Regions from separate parts of the Mus musculus genome. Here regions 1 and 2 are each linked to region 3. A link is a contact called in public HiChIP or PLAC-seq data. All regions are on one chromosome and are shown on one strand. Each heading gives the region's core, a stretch centred on a gene start, on an enhancer-like site or on the middle of the called end of the contact. The rest is flanking DNA. Distances are from core to core; before and after follow the strand shown. Region 1 overlaps Timp2 (tissue inhibitor of metalloproteinase 2). Region 2 has its middle 7.6 kb from the start of Timp2. Region 3 has its middle 16 kb from the start of Gm38514.

Region 1 (3,971 bases), core at 488-2,987, 170 kb before region 3:
CCAGTGTAGCACTTTCAATGGCAAACCCAGATGTTGGCTTAGCAGAAGGAAAAGAGGAGAAAGCAAATTTTGAGCTGCAGGGGGTGGGGGCACAAAGCACTTAAACACGAGCCTCATGCTGCTGTGTCCAGCTTCGTGGGTAGGTAGTGGGACAGGACTGGATATAGCTGGTCCCACTCTGGTGTCTGCCCCGAGCCTAGCCTGTAAATGTTCAGTCAACAGTCACCCATGCCTTGCTTCTAGTTCATTCCATATTCTCTGAGTCTCTGCACTTCCCTGGCCTTCAAATGGCCGGGGACTCAGGAAGGCTGCCCATCTGTGATGGGTTTCCCTTCTCTACAGCCCCAGAGGTCACAGTGATGACCACTGCTGTGTGTGTGGTTTAGGGGTTATTCCTATTCCTATTAGAGGATTCTCTATTTCCTCTCCTTTCCTGTCCATCTGTCTGCCCACTGCCTAGATCAGAGTGATCTAAGACCAGGGCGGTGAAGGCTTTTACTGGGACAATCTCCCCGGTCTCCTCCTCCATCCAGTGTTCTCACCAGATAAGAGCTAAGACCCATGTCTGCTGTACTCAACAGTGCCGGCCCTGTCTCGCAACAGGACCGTTAAGTGGGAGAGGAGTGTCCACCCAGGTTTAACCCAGACCTGTGGTTCCTGGCTACCTAGAAGCAGCCCAGTTGTCAATGGAGATTCTCCATGTCTGCCCCTCCCCACTCCCTACAAACACTCCAGAACTGTGTCCCCATTAATGTTCTAGCCTGAAAATCCTGTGTCTACCCCAGACTCTCAGCTCATCCGTCTCCTCTCATATGAGATTTTCAAAAAAGAAAGTAGATGGCCTTCATCCCTGAAGCAAAGTGAGCACACAGTCACATACTGTCCTGGCCCATCTGACTGTCACGGGACCAGGGCCAGCGTCCAGGTCTTTGTCTTATAGGAGCAGAGAAATTTGCCCTGTTTTCAATGTGTCCCTAGCACTGTATGCCCTGCCCAGGGCCTCACTAGCCCTCACCATCACAATATGACACAAGCTGGTGACATCTGTGTCACCTGCACCGTCAAATGGTCTCTGAGGATCACGACTGTCAGAGTTCATCTCTGCAGCAGCGCCTCTCACACAAATGCGCGCACCTGATTGTATCTCACTCAGTCTTTCGGCTTAGATCATGTCAGGGACTCAACGGCGGTGTGGGAAGTTGGGGACTTCCATGAGACAGCAGTATTGAATCCTAGGTTCTATGGGAGAGAAAGGAGAGCTTTTGGCTGTCTGGAAGTCATTGGGCTTATTTTCTGATTGCCAAGAGGGTGTTGCCTTTATTGAACATTTATTGTTTGTTTTGGGTTGAGACATGGTCTCAAATAGCCCAGGCCAGCCTCAGAACTCTATAGTTCAAGGGAATGCTAAGATTCTAAGAACATGCCATGTCCAGTTGTAGGTGGTGGGACTTGAGCTAAGGACTTTGTGGATGGCAACTTAAGCCCTCCACCGGCTAAGCTACAGCCCCAGCCCTTAGTGAACACATTGGAGGAGTAAGCATGGTGCAGTATAATGGGCCATTACTGAGAAACAAGGCTAGAAGTTCTCTAGACAGGCAGAAGGAGGTGAGTCACTCCTTTGAGACCCCTGTCCCGTCTTGTTTCCAAGCTGACAACAGTGCTATACAGAGAGCAAACACTGGGCAGTATTTACCAACATGCTCACACATTTGCATAAGCACAGTGATGGTTGTACAGATTACACAGTGGGGACCAAGGGCCAGCCATGCCCATGCTGCCATCCTGAGGCTGTCAGGGTCAGCCCAGCTCCATCTGGCAGATGTTCTCTGAGTCCCATCTGTTCCATAGCATGGCCTCTACCGGTTAGGACCTCTCAGCAGGCAGATGCACAGGCATTTACACCAGATAGTGTGGGAGAAGAGCAGCAGCCACTGCAGGGAGAAGCCAGGAAGGGCTGCTTCTCGAGGCTGAGTGCAAGTTCTCTGGGAAGGGAGCTAGAGGTGGCATTTTGGGTAGAAGAGCTTTTCTGTTCTGGGGGGGGGGGAGTAACATATCTGGGTATCCGAGCATGTGGGGGCCAGGGAGCAAAATGGATTAGGAAAGAGCAAGGGCCAAGTGATGTTGCAGAACGTATAGCTCTGGCTGTCCTGGAATTAGCTATATAAACCAGGCTAGGCTCAAATTCAGAGATCTGCTTGCCTCTGCCTCCCCAGTGCTGGGATTAAAAGTGTGCATCATCTGGCTCAAAAAGTTAAGGGAAGGTATTTTGCAGGAATGTTTATGGAGAAGGCGCAGAACCGAGAGAGGGCCTTTTGTTGTGGGGTGGCCTGCCAGGTGGCTTGCTTTAGGCTGGGAAACAGGACCTTGTGGCCAGGCCAGTGGTTACTCAGCTGCACAGAAGGACCAAAGCACCAAAGTTAATGGGCCTTGGAGCTGGGTGGGGCCCGGGCTGTGGTGTGAGACTCATGGGGAGGGATCCAGAGTGTGCTGGGGTCTGAAGAGCAGGTGGCACTCCCACGTGCCTGGACCTCCCTGCCTCTGTGGGAAACAGTCCTGGCCACAAGTTTCCAAGACTCAAACTGACCACTGGAGACTCTGAGCCGGCACTGCCTGCTCCTTGTCTCTGTTTATCTCATGTGCCCAGTGACAAAACACTTGCCCAGAGCGACCCTACACCACTGCCATTTGAAGGGCAAGCCTTTAGAAGCCATTAAATAGGCCCTGGCCCAGGTAATAAGCTCCAAGTGAAAGAGAGGGAGGCCTGCCTGTCACAGCGACTGCTGGTGTGCAGAGGGAGGTCTCCAGGGAGGGAGCAGGGGTTTGATTCCTGATAGAAGAGTCCTGTCGGGCATGATCAGGTTCCATACCACTCTGGAACTTTCTTGTTCTGTCTCTGTACATCACTTTTTAAGGCTGTTGTTGCCTGGGATACAGTTCCTACAGGACCTGCGCTGTTGTTGCCTGGGATACAGTTGCCTGGGATACAGTTCCTACAGGACCTGCTTCCTTACCATCGATGTCTAAAGTTTATGAGCCACACCAGTGTCACTAACTGTAACCTGACTAATATGCTTTCCCACCCCCATGTCCTGCTTCTCATAAAATACACGTTACAGAAGGCCACACGCGGTGGCAGGCACTTGTAATCCCAGTACTGGGAAGGAAAAGACAGGGTGGACCCAGGGGCTTGCTGGCCAGAGGCCTACTCACTGAGCTCCAGGCCAGTGAGAGACCCTGTCTCAAAACCCAAGGTGGGGAGCCAGTGAGGATTATACATAAACTCACATGGTAGAGAGAAAGAATTGAAGCTCACAAGTTGCCCTCTGACTTTGATATATTGGTTGCAGCGTGCAAACTTTGCCAGCCTCCAATAAATTAAAAAAAAAAAAAATCAGCTCCTCTCCTCCAAGCAACAAGGCGATTGGCATCTGAGAAATGAAAGTCTCCTCTGACCTTCACATACATGGCCCATAGGATGTTTTCCACGGAAACGTCTTCCTTTTGAGTTGCTAGGGTGGGAACTTAGGCCCTCTTGCATACTAGGCAGGTGGTCTGCCCTGAGCTGTACTCCAGTGCTCCCCAGTGGAGTCCCCAGATCTGAGTCAATCAGGCTTTGAGGTAGATGACCCCTCTGCTCTAGTCCTCAAAGCCTGTTTGAGGATGAGACGCTGGAGTGTCAAAGCCACTTCACCGGCTGTCCATCAACCCTACCTGCAGGAGCAGGATTGCACGCCAGGCCATTCGTTAACCGTTTCTCTAGCGACCGATAAGCAGGAAGAACCAGACCCACAGTGGCTGCAGCCTGCTGTTCGCAGCCACCCGGGCAGGGGCTCCCAGCTTCTTCTGCCTTCACCCTTGTCAGCAAAGGATTCATTTGGGGATTTGCTGGTTTGGGCTGGTTTGTTTTGTTTGAGACAGGGTCTCACTTTGTAGCCCTTGCTGACCTGGAACTCACTATGTAGACCAGGATG
Region 2 (3,631 bases), core at 228-2,727, 210 kb before region 3:
CACCACGCTCTGCTCTTACATAGGATCAAATTCACTTTACCTACTGAGCCATCTTCAAAGCCCATGCCTTTTATTTCCTACTGAGCGGTGGTCTGTGCCACACAAGAGGACAGAGATCCTGCTTATCTGTAGCCCCAGCTTCAGAACAGCCTTGGCACATGGCTTGTGTGCCCAAGAAATACTTTTGAGCAAATGAACTACAACCTTAAGAGACATTCACCCAGAGGCTGGCCTGGTGGTACATACTTGTAACCCCAGTGCTCTGGAGGCAGCTGGATCTCTGTGAGTTCATGGCCAGTCTGGTTTGCAAAGTCAGTTCCAAGCCAGCCAGGGACCCTGTCTCAACAAAACAAAGTAAAAGAAATATTCAGTGGATTGGGAGGATAGACCTGTGAACAAGTCAGCTGTGAGACAAGCCACAGCAGTCTAAAATAAGGCCACTGTGGTAGGTCACTGGGCACAGTCCTTTTTTATCCCTCATCAAGCCACTCTCTGTCACCATGCCATCCCAGGTCTGGGACTGGGACAGTCTCTATCGTGTTCAGATGGCCAGGATTTTAGGTGGAAGAGTGTGAGGGCTGAGCGGGCTCCACGGGGAAGAGATATTTAATGGGGCCACCAAGAATGACTAGAGGGACATGTCCCAGACATTCCCTGCTTTCCCACAGCACCAAAATTATAGCACAAATGACCAGGTGCTAAGGCAGAGCCCACAGCATCCTCCTGCCTCTGCAGGGACCCCAGCAGGGATTCTGTGCTGGAAGCCGTGGTCACCCTGAGTTTCCCTGACTTTACCTGTGAGCACAGTGGCACAGCTCTGCAGCCAGGAGAAGCAGAGAAGGGGGCTGAGGAGGCAGGATGACTAGCTTTCACCTGTGTTCCCGGGTCACAGGACACCAGGACAGAACCAGATGACAGGGTCTGTCACAGGGCGCATTTCTACCCAGGAAGCTCCAGGCACAAATGGATACCACTGTCCTGAGTGGTTCCTCTTGCCTTTGATGCCGAACAGCCCTTTATAGCTGAGGGAGAGCTGAGCAGGCTGTAGCAAAGCAGAGAGATGCTGGATCTGCACTTCAGACAGCAGAGGAGATGCAGGACACCATGCCTCCCTTCCCAGGAAACCTCGCTCCCCCTCTTCTTCCTCATCGCTTTGCTAGGATGAGACCCACCCCAAGCCTGGTCCTTCTGCCCCTGGAGAGAATAGGGCTGACTTTGCATCTAGCCCTGTGTGCACTCCTGGCTGAGGGGTGGTGACACAGGGATGCTACAGCATCTCCAGAAAGAAGAAAGGGAAGGGAGGCTGGTCAGGAGCGCAGAAAGGAAAAGAGGACCTGGGAGATGCAAGGGGTGGGTTCTCTACACAGCCTTACCATGCTGTAGCACTCAGCGCTGCTGGCCTGCAGCTCACCACAGAGCCCAGCCTCCCTTCTGTTTGGATTAGGTAATGACATCATGGCCAAAGGCTGTCACTCCCCAACACCAAAGGAAGCAGAGGATGGTGGTGGTGGCGGGGGAAACCCGAGCCTCTTGAGCCTCCCATCCGGGACTAGAGAGACTAGCCAGACTAGCTGACTAGCGGGCCAGGGAACCTGAAACCACCACCCTCAGGCAACCCCTGCTGAGCTGGGCAGCAAGCTCTGGGGTCCCTCACCCCTCCCTGCCTGCTGAGGCTGCTTCCTGGGGAAAGGCAGAGCAGAGGGGCGAGGGTTCCCATCACAACCCGCTCCTCATGAGCAAAAGCACATGACCACATGCCCAGGGCCAAGAGGAAATAGCCTGGGCATGAGGAAATGAGAGCAGCCAGGGGCGTCCACTCCCTGCATCAGCTACATTCCTCAGTGCTTCACTGAACTGGTCTAGAGGGTCCCAGAGAGCCCAGGAGGGACAGGGTGGGGGGACCAGAGGAGGGATGGGGTTAAGGGAGGTGGAGGGGGTAGACAGGGGCCGGGGGCTGAAGGGGGGCCAGAGGAGGAGAAGGGGAAGCCAGAGACTTTTAAGAATCCAAAGCCACAGCAGCCTGCTCTCCAAACCCCTCTCTTTTCTGGGAAAAGGGCAGAGATCCCTGGCTTTGCCTCCTTCTTAGGATGGAAGCCCCAAGGAAGAGAGAGGAGGGACCTGGCCCCTGCAGAGTCCCTCCCTGTGACACCAGCCTGTGCACAGGCTGAAGCTGGGCGGTCACTGTCAAGTCAGCCTTCCTCTGGGATGCTGGCCCATCCAGCATAGTTCAGATGTGGCAATTCTTTGGGGCCAAGCATCACAAGGCTTCCTGTTCCCCACCAGGACACCCTCCCTCTCTCTACCCACCCCTTCCTCTCTCCATCCATCCCTCCTCCCTTCCAGTCTGAAGTCCCCCTACCAACATGGGTGGGGGCAGGACTGTCACTATGATATGAAGTTATGCCTTACACAAGGCTGCCTGCAGGTTGGCTATGGAATGCTGTGTTCACAGGCTTATGGGATGCACACCTGGGAAAGGGGAGCCATATTGTGGGAGATGCCAAGCCCCCCTCTCTTTAAAGATGAATGGGACAGGATAACAGGAAAGCCAAAGTGAAAGGAGCGGCGGGCCAAGCAAACATCACCTAAAAGCGGGTACTTGATGAGCTATGGCCAAGGCCTTCCCACTGCCATAGAGGGAAGAGTTCTAAAGCTGGGGGAGGGGTGTCCTGTCACTGACAACCTGCACCCTCGCCTGATCCCACCCACCCCCAGCTCCTGATACCCAGATGCCTCGGATGCCTCAGTGAGCATCCTTTCGGATTAGAGGCATTCAGTGTCACACACAGAGACGACAGGAACCTACCTTACCAGGCCTGGCTCTGTAAGTTAATCATATCTCCTATCTTCCCTGTGTCCCTGACCAGGGTGGATAGTGTGGAACAGGACTCCCACCTGGGCCTCCAGGTCCCTGGTTCGTTCCTAAGCGGAGTGTTACTTGCTCGTCAGAGCAGAAGCCGCTCTCCAACATTCTGTTGCTTGCTTTACTCAGAGCCAAAAATCTGTAGCCATTTCTTCCTCTGAATCCACTAGTCAATCAGTCAGTCCGTCGATCAAATTTACCATCTATGAGTTCCAGCATGCACACGGGACAGTATTTGTGTGAGGGCCAGAAGTTCTCAGCCTCTATCCTAAGGAAGCTGAGTCTCCTCTCGTCAATGCTGCTCTGCTGTGTACCTGAAGCCCCACCAACGGGCCAAGATTTAGAAGCCAGGCTCTAAATGAAAGGTGTGGATTAAGAAATGAAACTTCTGGGCTGGCAAGATGGCTCAGAGGGTAAGAGCACTGACTGTTCTTCCAAAGATCCTTGAGTTCAAATCCCAGCAACCACATGGTGGCTCACAACCACTCATGAGAACTGAGCTCCTCTTCTGGTACCTCTGAAGTCAGTTACAGTGTACTTATCTATAATAATAAATAAATCTTTTTTTAAAAAAAGAAATGAAACTTCTATGGAAATGCTTTCTTAGTGTGTCCACTGTCAAGCTGTGGCAGGGCTGAGCCCAGTTTGCATGTCCAGGCTCTGCTAACTCACCATCTTGTCAGCCATGGAATGTCCTGAGTAAACAGTAGGGCCAGAAGGACGGACCCCACCTACCTGATGTAGCCAAGACTCTGATGCCCATTTGGG
Region 3 (3,786 bases), core at 1,185-3,684:
GCCCGAGCTTTTGTCCCCACGGGCAAGAACACACTCGGGACAACCGGAATCTTCTGCGGCAAAAGCTTTATTGCTTACTTCTCAGGAAGACCCCGAACCCAGAAAATGGCGCTGCTTATATAGCCCGCAGCGTGACGTTTCAGCACCTGATGTGGCGTGACAGCTCCTGATTCGTTGCTAGCCCATCATCACCCCATTACTATGCCCCGAGATGGGCAGTGGCTAGGCGTGAGTTCACTCTTGCACTTGCGCATAAGGCTTGTTTACTAGTTAGGCGCAGTGGAAGCCAGCGCCATCTTATAATGGCGATTGCTCACGGCATGCATGGCTCTCCACAGCGATTGCTCGCGGCACGGCTCTCCACACACAATTCCACAATTCTAGAGTCTGGGGCTCAAAGATCAAGGCCAGCACTGCCGTTGCTGAGGGCTCAGTCCCCATGTTTTAGATGCCACTTTGCTGCTATGCCCTTCTGTGTTGTAAAGTCATCGAGTCCTCTACACCTTCATCTCATTTGAAAGAGTCCCCCTTACCAACCTGCTCACCTCAAAAAGAGCCCAGCTCTTTACACTATCACCCGAAGGATTACGATCCAACAAATTTTATAGAGATACCAACTTAGACCATAACAACCTGAGTGGTAGGCTGAGACAAGCACACTCTTACATACATAGAAACCCATGGTTTCTCTTCCTAGCCTGCATAGAAAGTCATGACAGTAGATTGAGAGATACCGGGACCCAAGTCAAGAAAGACTGAACAGCTCAGAAGGGGGACCAACCACAGCTGGATGGGTTCTCAGGCAGCAGCCACAGGTCCTGGGATGCCAAAGAAAGGAAGCCAGGTCTGCTGGGTCAAAAAACAGAAACTTCACAGATGGGCTCCCACTCCAGTTACATCACAGAGACAGACAGAATCCCAGGTCAGTATGAAGTGCCGCTCTAGTGCATCTTGAAGAAGAGAAAAGAGATACAAGAAATTGGGAAAAGCTGACTTTTTCTTTCTATTGATACCTTGCTGTATGTTCAGCTGGTTGCACTTCTTTGCATTGAGCGTAGTCCTTTATCACGGTTCCAGAATCAAGCTGGCTGAAGTACACAGAGCTGGGACTGGGGAGATGGCTCTGTGGGTAAAGTGCTTGCATCTCAGGCATGAGGACCTGAGTTCAGTTCCCTGGACCCCACATAAAGCCAGATACAATATTGCACATCTGCAAGGGGTGGAGGCCGAACACCTCCACCTGGAAGGAGGAAGAATGGAAGCTCGTGAGCCAGCTAGCCTGAAGCACAGCATAGCGAGTAAGAAAACATGTTGTCTCCAAGGAGATGGAAGGCTGCTGCCCTCTGACTGTCACACAAGTCCCATGGTGCATTGGCACCTACACCACCACCCCACACAGAGCATCTTTTAAAGTTCATGGGTGTGAAAGAGCTAAGGAGAACTTCATGTGGCAGGAAAGTGGACAGCTTCCTGTTCACCCTCACAGCCCTTCCCTGCCCTGCATGCCGGTGGATGGAGGGGTCCTAAACACCCGCTTGCTCTCACCCAGCACCTGTCTGTAGCAGCTGTGGTAAAGCCTCTAGTGATTGTCCTTGAGGCTCTACGTGTGCCTGTCTGTCTCTCCCCTTTAGATAGCATTAAATGGACCCAGTGTGACCTGGAGCAGAGGACCATTCATGGTGTTCTCAACAGACTGCAGTCCAACACACATTTGACCTAACTCCGCCCATCTCACCCTCAGATGTGTGCCTTGGGCCTGTACATAATCAGTTTAATTTTCCATGGCTGAGAGCTTTGTGGGGGCAAAGCATGAGCTAAGGGTATTGCCAGCCAGTTCCTACTGGTCTATGAGTCAAATCTGGTCATGTCATGTACTGTGTGGAATTCATCCTAAAATGTAGTCAAGCAAAAATAAATAAATACCAAGCATAAAAATACAAATGAATAGAATTCATTGCACTCTGCAGCCAGGCTGTTGAAATGACCATTGGCCACTGAACTGTCCTTGAACTCCAAAAGGAACTCAGTGGGGCACAGCATCAGTTTTGAAGCAGATGAGTTCTGCCCCTAGCTGTGAGGAGTCTAGGGTCTTGAGTCTCCTCAGGGCCCCCAGGCCCTTACTTCCCATCCTGCTCTTACGCAGGCTTTGTCATGCACTAAATTTACCACTTGGCCTACAAGTGTGCCCTGCTTAGATCCTGTGTGCTATCCTAAAGACATGGACATTGCTTGTGCCCAGGAGGTTTGTCAGAACCTGTAGGGTGACCTGGAATTCTGGAGGCCCTAAGTCAGAGTAAGGCCTCTGCTGGGTGTCTCCTCTGGGGCTCCTGACTGCTGATGTGGCTGTTGCTTCTGTTGCCTAAGCCCTGCATATTCATGTGCTGTTCTGTGTATGACCTCATTTCCCTTTGCGTAAAGACGCCAGTCATGTTGGATCTGGGCCCACCAACTCCAACATGACCTCATCTTAACCACCACAGTATTGATGCTAGCCATAGATAGATATGGAGATGTGGTCGCCTGCTAGCACTTCAGTCTGTGCGTGTGGAGAGGCAGGGACACAGTTAAACTAAGTTAAACACAGTTAAACACAAAGGGGTACCCTTTGTGATGTCTCATTTCTCCTAGGATGGCTGGTTGCTTCCCATTCCCTGCCTTCCTGAGGCTCATTGTCTTTGCCTGTGTCCCCATGGTTATCTGTGTCCTGTGGTCTGACAGTGCTCAATGTCAGGGTGGACAAGAATCCAGGAAGAGCTTGTAATAGATGTGAGGGCCAAGAGGAGATGGAGTTCTGCATCTCTGGATGAGCACATGGGTGGGAAATCCCATTTGGAGATCCTATAGAATAAGCAGTTATTTCTGAGAAAAGTCTATGCAGATCTATACTATATATTCTGCATAGTTATAATCAAGTTTATATTCTTGTTTGTTTGGTCGGTTTTTGTTGTTTTTTGTTTGTTTGTTTGTTTGTTTGTTTGTTTGTTTGTTTTGGGGGGGTTGCTGTTGTTGTTTTTTTGTTTTTGTTTTTTTTGTTTTTGTTTTTTGTTTTTTTGAGACAGGGTTTCTCTGTGTAGCCCTGGCCATCCTAGAACTCACTTTGTAGACCAGGCTGGCCTCGAACTCAGAAATCCGCCTGCCTCTGCCTCCCAAGTGCTAGGATTAAAGGCGTGCGCCACCACCGACCTGCACAAATTTATATTCTTGATCCTAATTAGTATTTTTAAATTTTTATCTTGACTAATATTTTTAGCCAGTTGTTTGTTTTGTTGATTTTTGTTTGTTTTCTTGTCTTTTTTTGAGACCAGGTCTTACCCCAGGCTGGCCTAAAAGTCAAGATCCAACCTGCTTCTAGCACCTGAGTCCTGGGTTTACAGACACATACCACTATGCCCAGCTTGCTAATCTTGTATTTTCTTTTAAGTGTTATTTATTTTTAAGTGTGTGTGTGTGTGTGTGTGTGTGTGTGTGTGTGTGTGTGTGTGTGAGAGAGAGAGAGAGAGAGAGAGAGAGAGAGAGAGAGAGAGAGAGAGAGAATGTACACCACGTGAGTGCAGTGCCCACAGAGGTCAGTAGAGGGCACCAGATTTCCCAGAACTGTAGTTACAGGCAGTTATGAGTTGCCTAACTGGAGTTCTAGAAACCAAACGTGGGTCCTCTGAAAGAGATGGTGTGTGCTATTAACTTCTGAGCCATTTCTTCAGTCCCATTGATCTTTCAAATGGCTGGATTCTGTTTGTTTCTGATGTGACTTGTGTTGTCCTTGTCCTTGGGATCAGGAGGGGTGGT

What was found. HiChIP or PLAC-seq counts read pairs in DNA pulled down with a chosen protein or histone mark.
Region 1: an HNF4G HiChIP or PLAC-seq map of pancreatic cancer cells shows a contact between it and region 3. The contact joins two enhancer-like sites. A contact is called at or near these places in 1 of 484 Hi-C or Micro-C datasets (neutrophils), 2 of 115 datasets of contacts at active chromatin or transcription factors (effector CD8 T cells and pancreatic cancer cells) and 2 of 9 other capture datasets (liver and pancreatic islet).
Region 2: a FOXA1 HiChIP or PLAC-seq map of pancreatic cancer cells shows a contact between it and region 3. The contact joins two enhancer-like sites. A contact is called at or near these places in 3 of 115 datasets of contacts at active chromatin or transcription factors (bone marrow-derived macrophages, embryonic stem cells and pancreatic cancer cells).

Annotation. Positions count from the first base shown.
Region 1 is chr11:118,320,702-118,324,672 of GRCm38.p6, reverse strand. All of the region lies in intron 1 of Timp2 (tissue inhibitor of metalloproteinase 2), which reads left to right. Among named protein-coding and RNA genes, the nearest start is that of Cep295nl, 20 kb to the left of the region's middle. Within about 2 kb of position 1,737, at least 33 of the 459 cell types and tissues checked have an H3K27ac peak or open chromatin away from gene starts, as enhancers often do. A contact at or near this core is called in pancreatic cancer cells, where this site is marked.
Region 2 is chr11:118,361,232-118,364,862 of GRCm38.p6, reverse strand. No RefSeq gene overlaps it. Among named protein-coding and RNA genes, the nearest start is that of Timp2, 7.6 kb to the right of the region's middle. Within about 2 kb of position 1,477, at least 259 of the 459 cell types and tissues checked have an H3K27ac peak or open chromatin away from gene starts, as enhancers often do. A contact at or near this core is called in bone marrow-derived macrophages and pancreatic cancer cells, where this site is marked.
Region 3 is chr11:118,151,784-118,155,569 of GRCm38.p6, reverse strand. No RefSeq gene overlaps it. Among named protein-coding and RNA genes, the nearest start is that of Gm38514, 16 kb to the right of the region's middle. Within about 2 kb of position 2,434, at least 60 of the 459 cell types and tissues checked have an H3K27ac peak or open chromatin away from gene starts, as enhancers often do. A contact at or near this core is called in bone marrow-derived macrophages and pancreatic cancer cells, where this site is marked.